Regions from separate parts of the Mus musculus genome. Here all the other regions are linked to region 2. A link is a contact called in public Hi-C data. All regions are on one chromosome and are shown on one strand. The core of a region is the stretch at or near the end of the contact, and the rest is flanking DNA. Distances in the headings are between cores, read along the strand shown. Region 1 has its middle 14 kb from the start of Gm33648. Region 2 overlaps Banf2 (BANF family member 2). Region 3 has its middle 23 kb from the start of Gm26165.

Region 1 (4,655 bases), core at 1,738-4,237, 180 kb after region 2:
TGCTTCCTCCAGCAAAGGTGCACAGCCCAAATCTCCCCAGACACTGCTACTGAGAACAGAGTGTTCAAAATGGAGACCTACGGGGGAAACTTCTCATTCAAGTTGTGTGTGTGTGTGTGTGTGTGTGCGCATGCATCTATCTATCTATCTATCTATCTATCTATCTATCTATCTATCCATCTATCTATCTATCCATCCATCTATCTATCCATCCATCTATCTATTATCTATCTACTTATCATCTATCTAGTATTTGTTGCTCTGGGTTCATGATTAAGTCAAGTACAAGAGGAAATTAGGCAATCTTTTACCAGCCTAGCATACTGATTCACAGTAAGTAAGGATAGGTTTTTAAAATTTGTTTTAGGTTTATTTATTTACTTTACTTTATGTGGAGGAGTGTTTTGCTCACATGTATATATGTGTGCCATGTATGTGCCTGGTACACACAGAGGTCAGAAGAGGATGGTAGATCTCTTGGAAATGGAGTTGTGAGCCACTGTGTGGGTACTAGGAATTGAACTTGGATCCTCTGTAAGATGATTATTCTAAACAACTGAGACATCTTGCCAGCCCCTACTTTTGCTCCAGCCTCCAGAATCCTAGGATTAGGGGCATGTACTGTCATACCCTTCAAAAAAATTTTTTTTCAGTGCTGGAGATAGAACTCGGGGCCTTGAACATGTTGGGCAAGAACTCTACACTAAACTACATTTCTAGTCTCTTTACCCCACCCACCTGGAAAGATGAAGTTTTGTTTTCTGAATATATTTTTTAAAGATTTATATCTTTTATGTATATGAGTGCACTGTCGCTGTCTTCAGACACACCAGAAGAGGGTGCCAGATCTCATTACAGATGGTTGTGAGCTACCATGTGGTTGCTGGGATTTGAACTCAGGACCTTTGGATGAACAGACAGCGCTCTTAACCACTGAGCCATAGCTCCAGTCTGCTTTCTGAATATTTCTAAAAAGTGTTTTTATTTGTCCCTTGAAAATTTCATACACCTTTATGATGCATTTTCTTTTCTTTCTTTTTTTTTAATGGCGAAAAAGTGTCTGTTTAAAAGTAGCCAGCTGGGGTCAGTTTAGGACAATCCCAGTTTTGTTGTCAACATCCAGCCAGGCCTTCTTCTCTCCATCGGGTCTTAGCAGGGTATTGACTTTGACTACATCAGTGTCATAGAGGCTTCACAGCCTGTTTGATCTGGTGCTTGCTGGACTGGACACCCACAGTAAACACCAGCGTACTGCTGTCTTGTCTTCCTCCCAGCCGACTCCGTGGTCAAGGGGATTTGATGACAGCCTAGTGCTCAAGTGTGTTCCTTCTGGGCACGCTCTTTGGAGGGGGTTTGTGCTGCCCCTGGAGCTGCAAGGTCTTGGGTTGCCAGAAGGTGGGTGACATGTAGATCTTTCTTTCTTTCTTTCTTTCTTTCTTTCTTTCTTTCTTTCTTTCTTTCTTTCTTTCTTTCTCTCTCTCTCTCTCTCTCTCTCTCTCTCTCTCTCTCTCTCTTTCTTTCTTTCTTTCTTTCTTTCATTTCTCTTTTCAGTCACTTATTATTGTTAACGAGTATTGTAGACTCTGCAATTATGATACCATACTTTTTACCATACCTGGCAAAGCTGGAGGCATGCTCACACCTGTGTTGCACAGAAACATAAGGAACGCATTACTGTGACAGCTGTGATATCACTGGGCAGTGGGACTTTTCTTTCTCCATTTTAATCTCTCCACATCACTTTATGCAGGAACTTCAGCGGGGCTCCTGCATGCCTTTGGTAGTTACCTCTCCACACTGAAGGCTGCCTCCTCAGCACCACCTGCTGTTTCCTGTGCTTTGAGTATTCTGCCTTCACCAGCAGAGCATTTCTATCCTGACAGGTGGCAGAGTTGTCTACTGTCAGCATCCAAAGTCTTTTCCTGGGCTGGCTCTGCTCTATGTCTTTTGTCTGTCCCCTAGAGCTCAGTGGGGCAAGGGTTGCCCACAGTGGCACTATGGCCACAGTCCCATCAGGGCCCATCTTCTCTTTCAGGCCTCATTTCCCCTTTCTTTCCTGGCTCTTGTCCCAGATACATGACCTGTATTTGAATTCTTGCTTCAAGGTCAGCTTCTGAGGAACTCCAAACTAAGACCAATGTTAAAATAAATCAGGCTACTTGTAAAAATAATGTCTGATGTCTATTAAGGACTCATCATGTGCCAGACACTGTCCTAAGTACATCATTTAGCCCTCACAGTAACTCTTTGGACACTAGTGTTATTCTCAATTTTCAGCCAAGGTCCATAAAGCTCAGAGATCTTAAGCGTTAGTAACAAATCATGAAGGCTTTAAACCTCAATGAGCTAACTCAAGTGCTCGTGGCTTTAATTACATATGCCCTTTGCTACAGCACATCGAATTACTTCAAATATCTTCCCTGGTTCATTTTTTTATAGGCTTTGGAGAACATTTTGCCTATCGGGGTTTGCTGATAGATGAGTTTATAGATTTTTCTTTGTGATCTCCCAGCAATAATATTGCATAATGTGATGTGAATGCCATGGCCTGCTCTCATCCAGCTGAAATCAGAGTCACATGCAAGAGGCTTTCCTTTTTCTGTTTCTGACTGACTGTTTCTGACTGTTTCTGACTGTTGTTTCTGACTGTTCAGTGGTGTTCGCTTTTCCTGTCTGAGCTGTTCTTCAGTACAAGTCTAGCTTTGCAGGCCAGGGAGGCCGCTTAGCCTCGTTGTTTAGAGTATCTGGTGATATTTTTGCAGATGTATGTTCTTGCTGACTTTGTCAAAGCTAGTTGCCCAGTTTAAAATTTATTATATGGTAAGTAAACGGCACCGTTTCGGTTGCAGTAACTAGTTGAACCGATATAGGCTTCTAGCTGACCAGACACTGGGTGTGGCGTGTTCATTTCTAGTTTGAAAGACAACATTTCATGGACCCTGGGTGACCCTTATTTGAACTGGAATGTTCTTCTAGCAGCTGACCTTGTCAGGCTTTTTTTTTTCTTCTTTTGTTACAATGTAAAATATTATCCTCTGCTCTTACCTCCCCTGTTGTTCCAAAAACAGGAAAACAAATGTTTTGTGGTTCCTAGAAAATGTTATAAAGTTGTTTCCCAAGTTAGGTCATTGCAGTTACAAAATTTCTGTTTTGAAAGAAGATGTGGCCAAAACCAACAGAACCGAGGGTCAGTTATTATTTCAGGGGAAAAAGATCTTGAGACTAGCCAGGAGTTGTGTCTCCCTTTGCACAAAAAATACAGACAGAATTTTTCCAGCTGGGCTTAGACTATTTTGAGATCATCTCTTTCTCTCTCTCTGTAGAGTCAGACTTAGTTTACTGGCTGACTTCACCAGGTTTTGAAAATGCCCTATAAAATATTGAAAGGCATTTTAACTTTATAAGGCAATTTATCATAAATTAATTTTCAGGAACTTTTGAGCCAATGTAAAACAAGAACCAAACTCCTGAGTCACAGGCTCTAATTTTAGTTTGAGATTTTAAAGTTTTTTTTTCTCTGATTATTGATGTGTGTGTGTGAATTTCGCTGATTACTGGTGTGTGTGCGCGTGTGTGAATGTATGTGAATCTGAGGTGTAGAAGTACCATGGTGGACATGTGGACGTCAGAGGACAGCATTTGGGTTTTGGTTCTCACCCACCCTCTGAGGCAGGGCCTTTTCGTTGTTTCTGCTGCTCTGTGTACTCAAAGTGACTAGCTAGTTAGCTTATAGAAGATTCTCTGCTCTCCCTCCCTCCCTCCCTTCCTCCCTCCCTCCCTCCCTCCCTCCCTCCCTCCCTCACTCCCTCCCTCCCTCCCTCCCTCCCTTCCTCCCTCCCTCCCTCCCTCCCCCCTCTCTTTCTTTCTTTTTCTTTCTTTCTCTTTCTTTTCTTTCTTCCTTCCTTCTTTCCTTCCTTCTTTCCTTATCTCCCTCCCTCTCCCCCTCTCTTCTTCCTTCCTTCCCCTCTCCCTCCCCTTCCCCTCTCCCTCTCCTTCCCCTTCCCTCTCCCCCTCTCTTCTTCTTTCCTCCTCCTCACCCTCCCTCCTCCCTCCCTCTCTCTTTCTCTAGCATGGACTCTGGTGCCCTGACTCAGGCAGTAAGGTTTTCATGGCAAGGGCCCTTACCCACTAAACCATCTCAGGATTTCTTCATCTAAGTTTTAAAATTAGGATTTTAAAATTTCAGCATCAGTTAAATTAATATGCTCAGGAAGTCCAACTTCTTTCTTTGTGCTCACAGAGGCTGGGCAAAGTGTGCCAGCAGGTTTTCTTCTTTTTCTTTTTCCTAGAAGTTTCAGTCATCAGGAATTAACATTATTTAAGTAATATAAAAACAGTAAATAGTTATAATTTTTGTGAAAACAGTAAATAATTATAATTTTAACAGTTCACTTGCCAATAAGAAGACATCTTTACTTGCAGGCTTTATCAGTTCCTATGGTGTAAACACCCTCACTGCAGGCTTTGTCAGTTCCTATGGTGTAAACACCCTCACTGCAGGCCAGGCTTTGTCAGTCCCTATGGTGTAAACACCCTCACTGCAGGCTTTGTCAGTTCCTATGGTGTAAACACCCTCACTACAGGCTAGGCTTTGTCAGTCCCTATGGTGTAAACACCCTCACTGCAGGCTAGGCTTTGTCAGTCCCTATGGTGTA
Region 2 (4,545 bases), core at 1,188-3,687:
GACTGGATAACACAGGGAGCCCGGATCAGCATCCTCACCCTGCTGTTCTGGTTAATTCCTTTGCTCAATGACTTCATTTTCCATACTTCTTTTTATTAATTTAATATTTTAAATTCATTTATTCAGAGTGTGCATGCTCACTGCTCCTATCCACGTTCACCATTCCTTCCTTCCCTCCCTCCCTCCCTCCTTCCTTCCTCCTTTCCCCCCCCCCCTTTCTTGTTCCTTCTTCCCCCCCCTCCCCGAACCCCTGCCCTCTTCTTTTTCTTGAGACAGGACCCACCTTGCTAGGTAGCTAAGTAACCCACCTTGGGCTGTCATCAAACTCTCCATCCTCCTACCTTAGTCTCTGAGTGCTGGGGCCACAAGCATGCTTCATCATGACCAGCTCTACTCTTTATTGAATGCAGTGTTAGTATATAATAAGGTCTCAAAGATTCAGGGCCTGATAGCTCAGGGCTGTCCATCTCAGCTACTCTGAAGGCTGAGGTAGGAGGATCACAAACTCAAGGCCCACTGAATAACTCAATAAGGCTATTGTCGTGAAATAACAAGCAAAGTAGGACTGAGAACCTAGCTAAGTGATAGAATCCTTGCTGAACGAGCATATGGGAGGCCCTAAGTTTACTGTCCAGAAAAAAGAGGAGGGAGGGACGGACACACACACACACACACACACACACACACACACACACAGAGAGAGAGAGAGAGAGAGAGAGAGAGAGAGAGAGAGAGAGCTCGAAGTTGTGAAGAATGTGAACTCTCCTAAGGCAAGCACATTAGAGACATTATATCCAGTCTCTACCACAGAACAGTGCAGGGCCTATAGCCTTCAAGAAGGAAATGTGGGAATGGGAGCCGCAGGAGTGACCCCTGATGCAGTTGACCTGGAGCTTGGGGGCTCTCCCGCGCCCCCTCCACTGGAGTCTGAGGGAAAGCTGGCAGCCAGTCACTGCTTCCTGGGGCTCTAGACCCTTATCTCCACTCTTCAAGCTATGGCTTCTTCCTTCCCATAGTCAGGCTCTCATGGAGAAAGGATGAAAGGAGGGGTGATGTTTTCACTTCATTTTATTGCTGAGAGAAATCACTCCGACTTAGAGTCACTTGGGGAGGAAAGTGTTCCTTTGGTTGCCAGCTCCGGGTTCCAGGACATCCTTGAAAGAGGTCTGGACAGGATAAAGGATGCTGCTTTCTGCTTGTTTCTGGCTAGCTTTCTTAGGCAGCCCAAGACCACACCCTTCCTAGGAAAACTGCTCCTCCCACAGTGGGTGGGAACCTTTTAGTAAAGCCAGACTATTCCATTACAGACACTGTCCTCAGACCAACCAAATAAAGCCACTTACTCAACTCCTTTCAGTTGATCCTAGGCTGTGTCATGTTGGCAGTCGAGGCTAATGAGGACAGGCTATACACTATTTTCTGGATGCTGGGGTCTGAATATGAGGTGCTCAGAGTCTCGGGAGGCATGGCAAGGCTGCCTTCACACAACAGAAGGAAGCACCATCCTCGTGGCTTCCCAGAGCTCCCAGATGACTGCATTTTGTATAGTCAGCTCAAGGACTATGTCCAAGGCACACACTTCTCACTGCAGTATCGTGAAGCCAGCAGTAAAGACCCCACGTGACAAGGACAGCAGTCTTGGGAGGAAGAAGGGACAGATTCCCAAGTGCTCACTGGCATGCTGGTTTCAGCCATGCCTGAAGGCATCCACCCTTGGAATTCTCAATTATCTTAGGGAAAAAAAAATCAAAGTATTGCCCACTTTTGGGGATGACATTAGTTATTCAGCAAAGGACTCTACATAATAGACCTCCAAAGTTCACTTACTAGCTCACTCAATTCATTCAACAGAGACCTGGGGTGGGGCATTGGTTCCATGGCCTAGACCTTGGAAACAGAGAAAGTCACTATCTATGACCTGTGATGTTCACCTTTCAAATACCGAGGTGGCATTTGCTGTCCTTACCCTAAGTTTTCTTTCCACAGTGGAAAGCGAGATCTCTTATTCCTCTGCTAGTCCTCTGATGGCTTCCAAATATTCCTTCTACAGTAGATCTTTGTCTTGACGCTGGGTCTGCCAGCGATGACCAAGTAAATTCAACCAGCCCCAGGGGTTCAGTGAGCATCATCCACACTTAACAACGTAATCGATGAACTTGTTGGACAGGGCCTCCAGCTAAGGCTTCTCCACAGGCCCATCGTAGGACCCAGTGAAACTAACATCACCAAGGGTAAGGAAGGGCTCCCAACCTTGAGGCTCTGAAAAGTGGATACAAGTAAAGGCCGGAAACTTCAGACTTTGTTTCTGAAGATGACCGCTAAGTCCCGCTGGAGTGGCTGGGCTGGAGGGAGGAGCCCTGAGTTTGGCCCAAGCTCTGCCCATAGCCAGTTCACTAAGCATGAGCCAATCATCTGTGCTTCATCAAACCAGAATGCTAGGCGTATTGGAGCTCTGCTTGCTGGATCCTTGCCACGCTGGGCCTCTGTTCATTTACAGTCTTCAGATGGCACGAAGCTCAAACAGGCTCTGTTCTACCAGTTTCCAATCCAAACTGCTCTAAAAACCAGAGTGATCTATTTTCTTCTTTTTATTTTATTTTATTTTTTTGGCAAGGAGCACCTGCTTAGGAGCCAACCCTGGCCTGAATGGACATGAGGCTATTTATAGTTCCTATTATCCCATTTGGTGTGAGTATTTATACATTTCATCAAGAGAATATTAATGGGTTTGTTTACAGGGTGCTGGGCCAGACGCCACTGGGAATGTCTGGGAGACACAGAACAGGCACCAGATTATATTGCCTTCCTAATATTAAAAATGTCGGAATGCCTCAAAACTTCTACCCACTTCTCCAATGGTGAATAAGTCCTACAGATCTACACCAAGGTAGTGTGTAGCCAAGGCACCTGCAAAAGTTCCCAGGAATAATTAATGGCTCTCAAAGCCTGCCTATGCCCAGTCTCATCCATGGCCATAAATCTCCCTCCACACATTCAGAATCAGATTGTACAATTATGTACTAGGTCATTTTAGTCATCAGTGGACATTATGGATGACAAGGGCCTGGGATTACAATGGAGTTGACACTCCCTATGACCTAGAGTCATCCCATAACTCGGTGCAATGTTTGCAGCATAGACCAGCATATTGATGACTGTTTAGCATTGGAGCAGGGAGACAGCTCAGTTGCTAAAGTGCATGCCATGTCCCCATGGGTCTGCGTCCCCAGTAACCACGTAAAAAGGTCAGGGTGGTGACACATACCTATGATGCCTGCCCTGGGAAGGCTATCACAAGAGGTTCGCTGGGACTCACTAGCCACTCATTACAGCCAAGGAGAGAGCTTCAGGTTCAATGAGAGACCCTGTGTATTAGATGCCTTGTTGATGTGATAAAAATATTTGAAAAGAAACAACTCAGAAAAGAGGGGCTAGTTTTGGGCTCACGGTTCAAGAGTGAAGTTTTTCATGGTGACAGGAGCTTGAGACAGCTGTCGCATCGTATCAGCAGTCAGGAAACAGAGAGGGTGGATACCCCTGCTTAGTGCACTTTACTTGGTCTAAGACACCAGCGCATGGGAGGCCCATTACCAACGTTTAGGATGGGTCTTCCTAGCTCAGATAACCTAATCGCAGAAACACCCAGAGGTTTGTTTCCCTGGTGATTATAAATCTCATCAAGTTGACAGTGAGGATTAATCATCTTCTGCTGAAAAATTAAAGTGGAGAGCCAGAAAGATGGCTCGGCGGGGAAAGGTCCTTCCCGAACAAGCTTGGTGACCTGGATTTGAGTCCCAGAAGAACCCACATAAAGACAGAATGAGAGAACCAACCCCAAGAGCTGTCCTCTGACCTCTGCATGCATACCGCCTCACGTACACACACACACACACACACACACACACACACGAACATTTTTAAACAGATAAAGAGCAATCAAGACTCTTGACATCAACCTCTGACCTCCACGCTCATGCAGAAGTACACACATATGCACAGATCCACACATACAAACATACACCCCTGCCTCCAAAGTTCAATATGTACAATTATCAATTATGTATAGGACTTGATAATGATAATCAATCTTATGTTACTAGCCTATATATTTATGATATTGTACTTTTATCATTATTTTTGCTTACAAAAGTTTAGTGTGAAAAAGTGTGCCACAGACTAAAGCTTGGGTGCGTTTTGAATGTCCCCCAGGGACCGTAAGTGATTGACAGCTCCCTTCTCAGGATGTGGTCTAGTGGGTCACTAGTTCTCACAAGACTCCTTGGTAGTTCTCAGGGAGTCTTGCTATAAAAAGTGCTGTCTTGACCCGATTATCTCGTGACAATCCTCTCTGTCCCTGCCACCATGTGTCTTGCACGGTGGCATCACACCAGACCGAGTGCCCTGTGATTTTTGGACTTTTAGTCACCAAATCTGTGTGCTTTCTAAAACCCCTTATTCTACTGACTTAGTTGCCTGGGACATTTTGTTGCAGTAATTCAAAGGTTCACACCTGACCTGACAGCTTTACATAGCCCAGCACCTTGT
Region 3 (4,446 bases), core at 1,017-3,516, 190 kb before region 2:
ATGAGAGTTCAGGACCAGTTGTGCACAGCTGGAAGTGGTTAGGGTTTGACTTAGCTGTGGGAGTCATGAGAGCAGCCAGCAGACCCTCAGAGCTATCTGAGAACCATGAGGCAGAGTTACAGTGTGGTAAATAGGATAGAGGGGGGAGCATTGACTGGGTTCCAGAGAGCTTTCTGGTTATGAGAGTGGCCAACTTATATTGTGGGCGGAGGTGTGAGGCCTGAAGTGGGCCAAGGCTGGAATAGCTGACTCAGCTGTTGTCCTGCTTGAGGGGACAACCCACTGATTCCCCCACAGGGTACCCTCTCCTTTATTCCCAGTTCCTGCCCTTCTGGTGGTACCCATGTCACCCACTGCACACAGGTGAGGTCAGAGCATTTAGCCTGGCCCAAAGCATTCTTCCCTAGAAAGATGTGTCACCCATCAGGCCCTCAAGAGGCTGCCTGTGCTGGGCCTGTGGACACAGGATGTGCTTCTGCTGTGTCACAGTTGCAGAGAGGGGTGGGTTGATGAGATGCTGCAGAGGCCAGAGTGGCGAAGGGCAGGGCTGACATCCTGAAGAGATTCTTGGGGACCTTCCTCAGTCTTCTGTGTCCTCTGGTGACCACTGTGTGCTGGCCACTGGGCTGGGCTGGGCTGGGCTGGGACAGACTCGGTGTATAGTAACACTTAGGTGAGCAGACCCCATTCCCAGTTCTGGAAAGAGACTTTGCAGAAGTGAATGGGGCACCCAAGCAGAGAGGGCTTGCACCCCAAGATAGAAGCAGTTCTGTTTCCCTTTGTCCTGGGTGTGTGAGGCCACAGAGCAGCTGGGACACTAGCCCTGAGCCAGCCCACTGCCCCTCACAGCTTGGGGAACTACAGAATATTCTGGCCCCCTCTTTCTCTATACCCTGGCCCCCTTTCCTAACCCCACTGTTAATGGGCCTAGAAACCTCCTAATCAAGAAGGCATTTGGGAAACTGCTTCTTCTGGGGTGCATCTGAAGCACGTTGAGTCGGGTAGGGACACTCAGGAATATATCTTCTGACTCAGCAGCCTGGGGCTTCTGATGAGAACCCTGAGGCCTCCTGACTGAGGCAGGGTCTGTGGGTGGAGGGACACACTGCTGTAGCAGAACAGGTTTATCCCGGGGACTTCTCACCACAGCAATCCCTAGAGATTCTGGGTACCTTTGCCTGGCAGTAGCAGCTCAGTATCTAGAGGCCTGACTCTAAATCCTCAGGGGACTAAAGTGGCATCCAAAGGCACTGCAGGTGTCAGAAAGAGAGAGGTCCCTGGGGTGCTACTCAGACGTCAAGTTTCTTCTGGGTTCTCCTGGGACACCCTTTAGACACCCTTTAAAAGGATTCAGTCCTTTCCAGTAGGCTATTTCTCCTTTTGTTAATATTTATTTCTCTTCTGGCCTCAAACAGCTTGATGACTGTGTAAAGGGCAGGGGCAAACATGGTTGCCCTTCTTGTCTTGGAACTGTTTCCTGATGGGTATTTGGGGAGTTATCTGCACTCTGCAGGGGGACTTCAAAGCAGGCCTGTCTTTCCAGACTGTCTGTCTGTCTGTCTATCTATCTTCTATCTATCTATCTATCTATCTATCTATCTATCTATCTATCTATCTATCTATCTATCTATCTACCTATCTTGTATGTATGTATGTATGTATGTATGTATGTATCTATCTATCTATCTATCTATCTATCTATCTATCTATCTATCTATCTATCTATCTATCTTGATGTAGGGTCTTACTGTGTAGCCTTGGCTGGACTCAGGCTAGACTCAAACTCATATCTACCTGCCTCTGCTTCCCGAGTATTGGGATTAAAGTTGAGTGCCTCCATGCCTGACTTGGATTGTTTTTTAAATAATTTTAAGAATATTAATTTTATTTTATGTGTGTGCCTGAGTGTAATATATGTGCATACAGTCTATATTATGTGCATGCAGGAGTTCTGGAGGTCATGAAAAGCATCTTAACTGTTGATCCAGCTATCCAGCTCCACACCCCAATACCCAACCCTTGACTTCTGGGTTTTTTTTTTCCCCCAAAGCTAAAGGAATTGTGAGTGGAAAAAGCCTGAGTCGCCCAACTCCGGCCATGTGGCCTAGAATAGAGGTTCTCAGAATATGCCTAACAGCCCCAGGGACACTGCTGGCTGCAGGACAGGCTCTGGATCCAAATCTGAACAAGCTGCAGAGAGGCTGTGGTGTGGATGTGCAGTTCCAACAGATGCGCGTATCACCGCCTGTGAACCAGAGCCTGCTGTTGTTTGACTCTGGGATGCTGGCTGATGCCGTGATGCAGCCTGACCCAGGACAGTGGAGTCACCCTTGCTGTTGATTAAGTGAATGACAGGCCCCAGGCCAGTCCTCAGCATGTTTGCTGCTCCATCTATTCAGCTGGGATTTTATGAGTTTTCCTCTTCCAAAGCTCAGGGAGAGATCTGAAAGAGAAAACGCTTCAGTTCTGACCTCTTCTCTCCCACATTCAAAATATTTTGAGCTCTGTTGCCCTGGTGTCAAGCACCGTTCAACACAAACAGTGAGACACTGCTGGAAAACTGGGACATGGCTGTTGGCTCTTCTCCCTCTTTTCATTTCTATTAAATTTGTACTCTGGAAAAAAATAGTAGTAAAAGAAGTCAGAAGAAGGTTGGAGATGTAGCTCAGTTGTAGAACCTTTGCCTAACATGGGCAAGACCCTGGATTCTATCCCTGGGCCTGGAGAGATGGCTCCGAGGCTGAGTGCTTGCGGTTTTACAGGAACCAGGGTCTATTCCCAGCATCCATGTGGTGGTTCATGAAGGCCTGTAACTTTAGCTCCAGGGGATCAGGTGTCCTCTTTTGGCCTCCACAGACACTTGAACACAGATTATATACATACGCATAAATAAATAAATCTTTTAAAGAAAGATAGCTGGGCAGTGGTGCACATCTTTAATCCCATTGCTGGGGGGCAGAGGCAAGTAGATCTCTGAGTTTGAGGCCAGCCTGCTCTACAGAGTGAGTTTCAGGATAGCCAGTCAGAGCTATACAGAGAAATTGTGTCTTGAAAAACTAAAAATAAACATACATTAAAAAAAAAAAAAAAAAAAGAGGAAGCCAGGCGTGGTGGCGCACACCGTTAATCCCAGCATTCGGGAGGCAGAGGCAGGTGGATTTCTGAGTTCGAGGCCAGCCTGGTCTACAAAGTGAGTTCCAGGACAGCCAGGGCTATACAGAGAAACCCTGTCTCAAAAAAACAAAACAAAAACAAAAAAACCAAAAAAAAAAAAAAAACAAAAACAAAAAGAAAAGAGGAAGAAGAGGAAGAAGAAGTCGAGGAGGAGGAAGAGGAGGAGGAAGTGGAGAGAAGAAGAAAAAGAAGCAGCAGCAGGAAGAACAGTGTAACATTTACCACACCCCTCCGTTAGCCTCCTAGCCACACAAAATGACAGGAATATGTTGAGATCCAGGAAAGGATCCTTGGTGTGATGTCCTTAGTCAAACCTTGGACCATTTTTCTCACTTACCATCCTTTTCTTTCACCTGAGTCCATGTCAGAGTCTACCTTTGCAATGTAGTTATTTTTGTCTCTGGTCTCCTGTCACTTGCAGCCATGCCTTTGTCATTTTGGTACCTTTAGGATCCAGATGCCTCCAGACAGAAGAGATTGATTTCCGCACATCCTCTGCTCCGATCTCCTTCATCGGGTACCTGCATCCTGGTCATGCATTATGGATGTGCAGTGCACCACAAGGCAGGCATTGGTGTGGCACTTCTGTGTTGATAGGCTTGTTTCCTGGTCAGGTGCTCTCCTCGAGGCTGCTTCTGTGTCGGGTTTCTACCTGCCCTCTGCCCTGGCCACTGCTGCCAGCAGTCACTCAGGAGAGATAACCTGGGGCTTTGCAAATCGCTTTTCTTCCTGCCTCCAGCCACTGTGATTTGCCTAATGTCAATTTTCCCTCCCCTCCACCCTCCTCCCGCATTGGCTGATTGAATTTCCATCCCAAAGAAGAGCTGTCACTTCTCTAGCAATTTATCTAGCCAAATATTAATGGTCCTCAGGATGAACTCATGCCTATGTGTTTTATTCTGTGGGTTAAGGTGTGATGTTGTCATTTGTTTTCTTGTTCATCTCTCCCTAGACCCAACCCCTGGGAGCCTCCCCTGGGGCTTTGCATTCTTTAGACATGCAATGCCCTAGGATTTGCTACAAATGTGGCTGAGTTCATTTTTAGACCATTCTTTCCAGGTTATTCACTTGACAGAGAATATGGCGCTCAGCCTCTAAGCTGCTCAACACATCGGTTAGCTGTTTGGTGTATTGGGCTGGCATCTTTGAAAATCAGAGGCTGGAAGTTATGGGTCTGTTGGGAGCCATTAAACTAGACAGGAGCCAAGGCTTCACCTCTGAGTTACATACCTAGTCTCCATGTTTTATTGTGTAAGTCCTTTTTACTTTAAA

What was found. A called contact is a pair of places that touch in the nucleus more often than the background predicts.
Region 1: a contact with region 2 is called in a Hi-C map of uterus, with 2.7 times the contacts expected there. The contact joins two enhancer-like sites. A contact is called at or near these places in 2 of 39 promoter capture datasets (hippocampal neurons and liver), 1 of 484 Hi-C or Micro-C datasets (uterus) and 2 of 9 other capture datasets (adipose tissue and liver).
Region 3: a contact with region 2 is called in a Hi-C map of uterus, with 6 times the contacts expected there. The contact joins two enhancer-like sites. A contact is called at or near these places in 2 of 39 promoter capture datasets (cranial neural crest and liver), 2 of 484 Hi-C or Micro-C datasets (both in uterus), 2 of 115 datasets of contacts at active chromatin or transcription factors (bone marrow-derived macrophages and embryonic stem cells) and 1 of 9 other capture datasets (embryonic stem cells).

What each region holds. Positions count from the first base shown.
Region 1 is chr2:143,874,718-143,879,372 of GRCm38.p6, reverse strand. It overlaps a transcript of Bfsp1 not described here. Among named protein-coding and RNA genes, the nearest start is that of Gm33648, 14 kb to the right of the region's middle. Within about 2 kb of position 2,987, at least 20 of the 459 cell types and tissues checked have an H3K27ac peak or open chromatin away from gene starts, as enhancers often do. A contact at or near this core is called in uterus, where this site is marked.
Region 2 is chr2:144,050,738-144,055,282 of GRCm38.p6, reverse strand. The region is part of intron 1 of Banf2 (BANF family member 2); the gene reads right to left. Among named protein-coding and RNA genes, the nearest start is that of Banf2, 20 kb to the right of the region's middle. Within about 2 kb of position 2,437, at least 47 of the 459 cell types and tissues checked have an H3K27ac peak or open chromatin away from gene starts, as enhancers often do. A contact at or near this core is called in uterus, where this site is marked.
Region 3 is chr2:144,236,336-144,240,781 of GRCm38.p6, reverse strand. No RefSeq gene overlaps it. Among named protein-coding and RNA genes, the nearest start is that of Gm26165, 23 kb to the left of the region's middle. Within about 2 kb of position 2,266, at least 65 of the 459 cell types and tissues checked have an H3K27ac peak or open chromatin away from gene starts, as enhancers often do. A contact at or near this core is called in uterus, where this site is marked.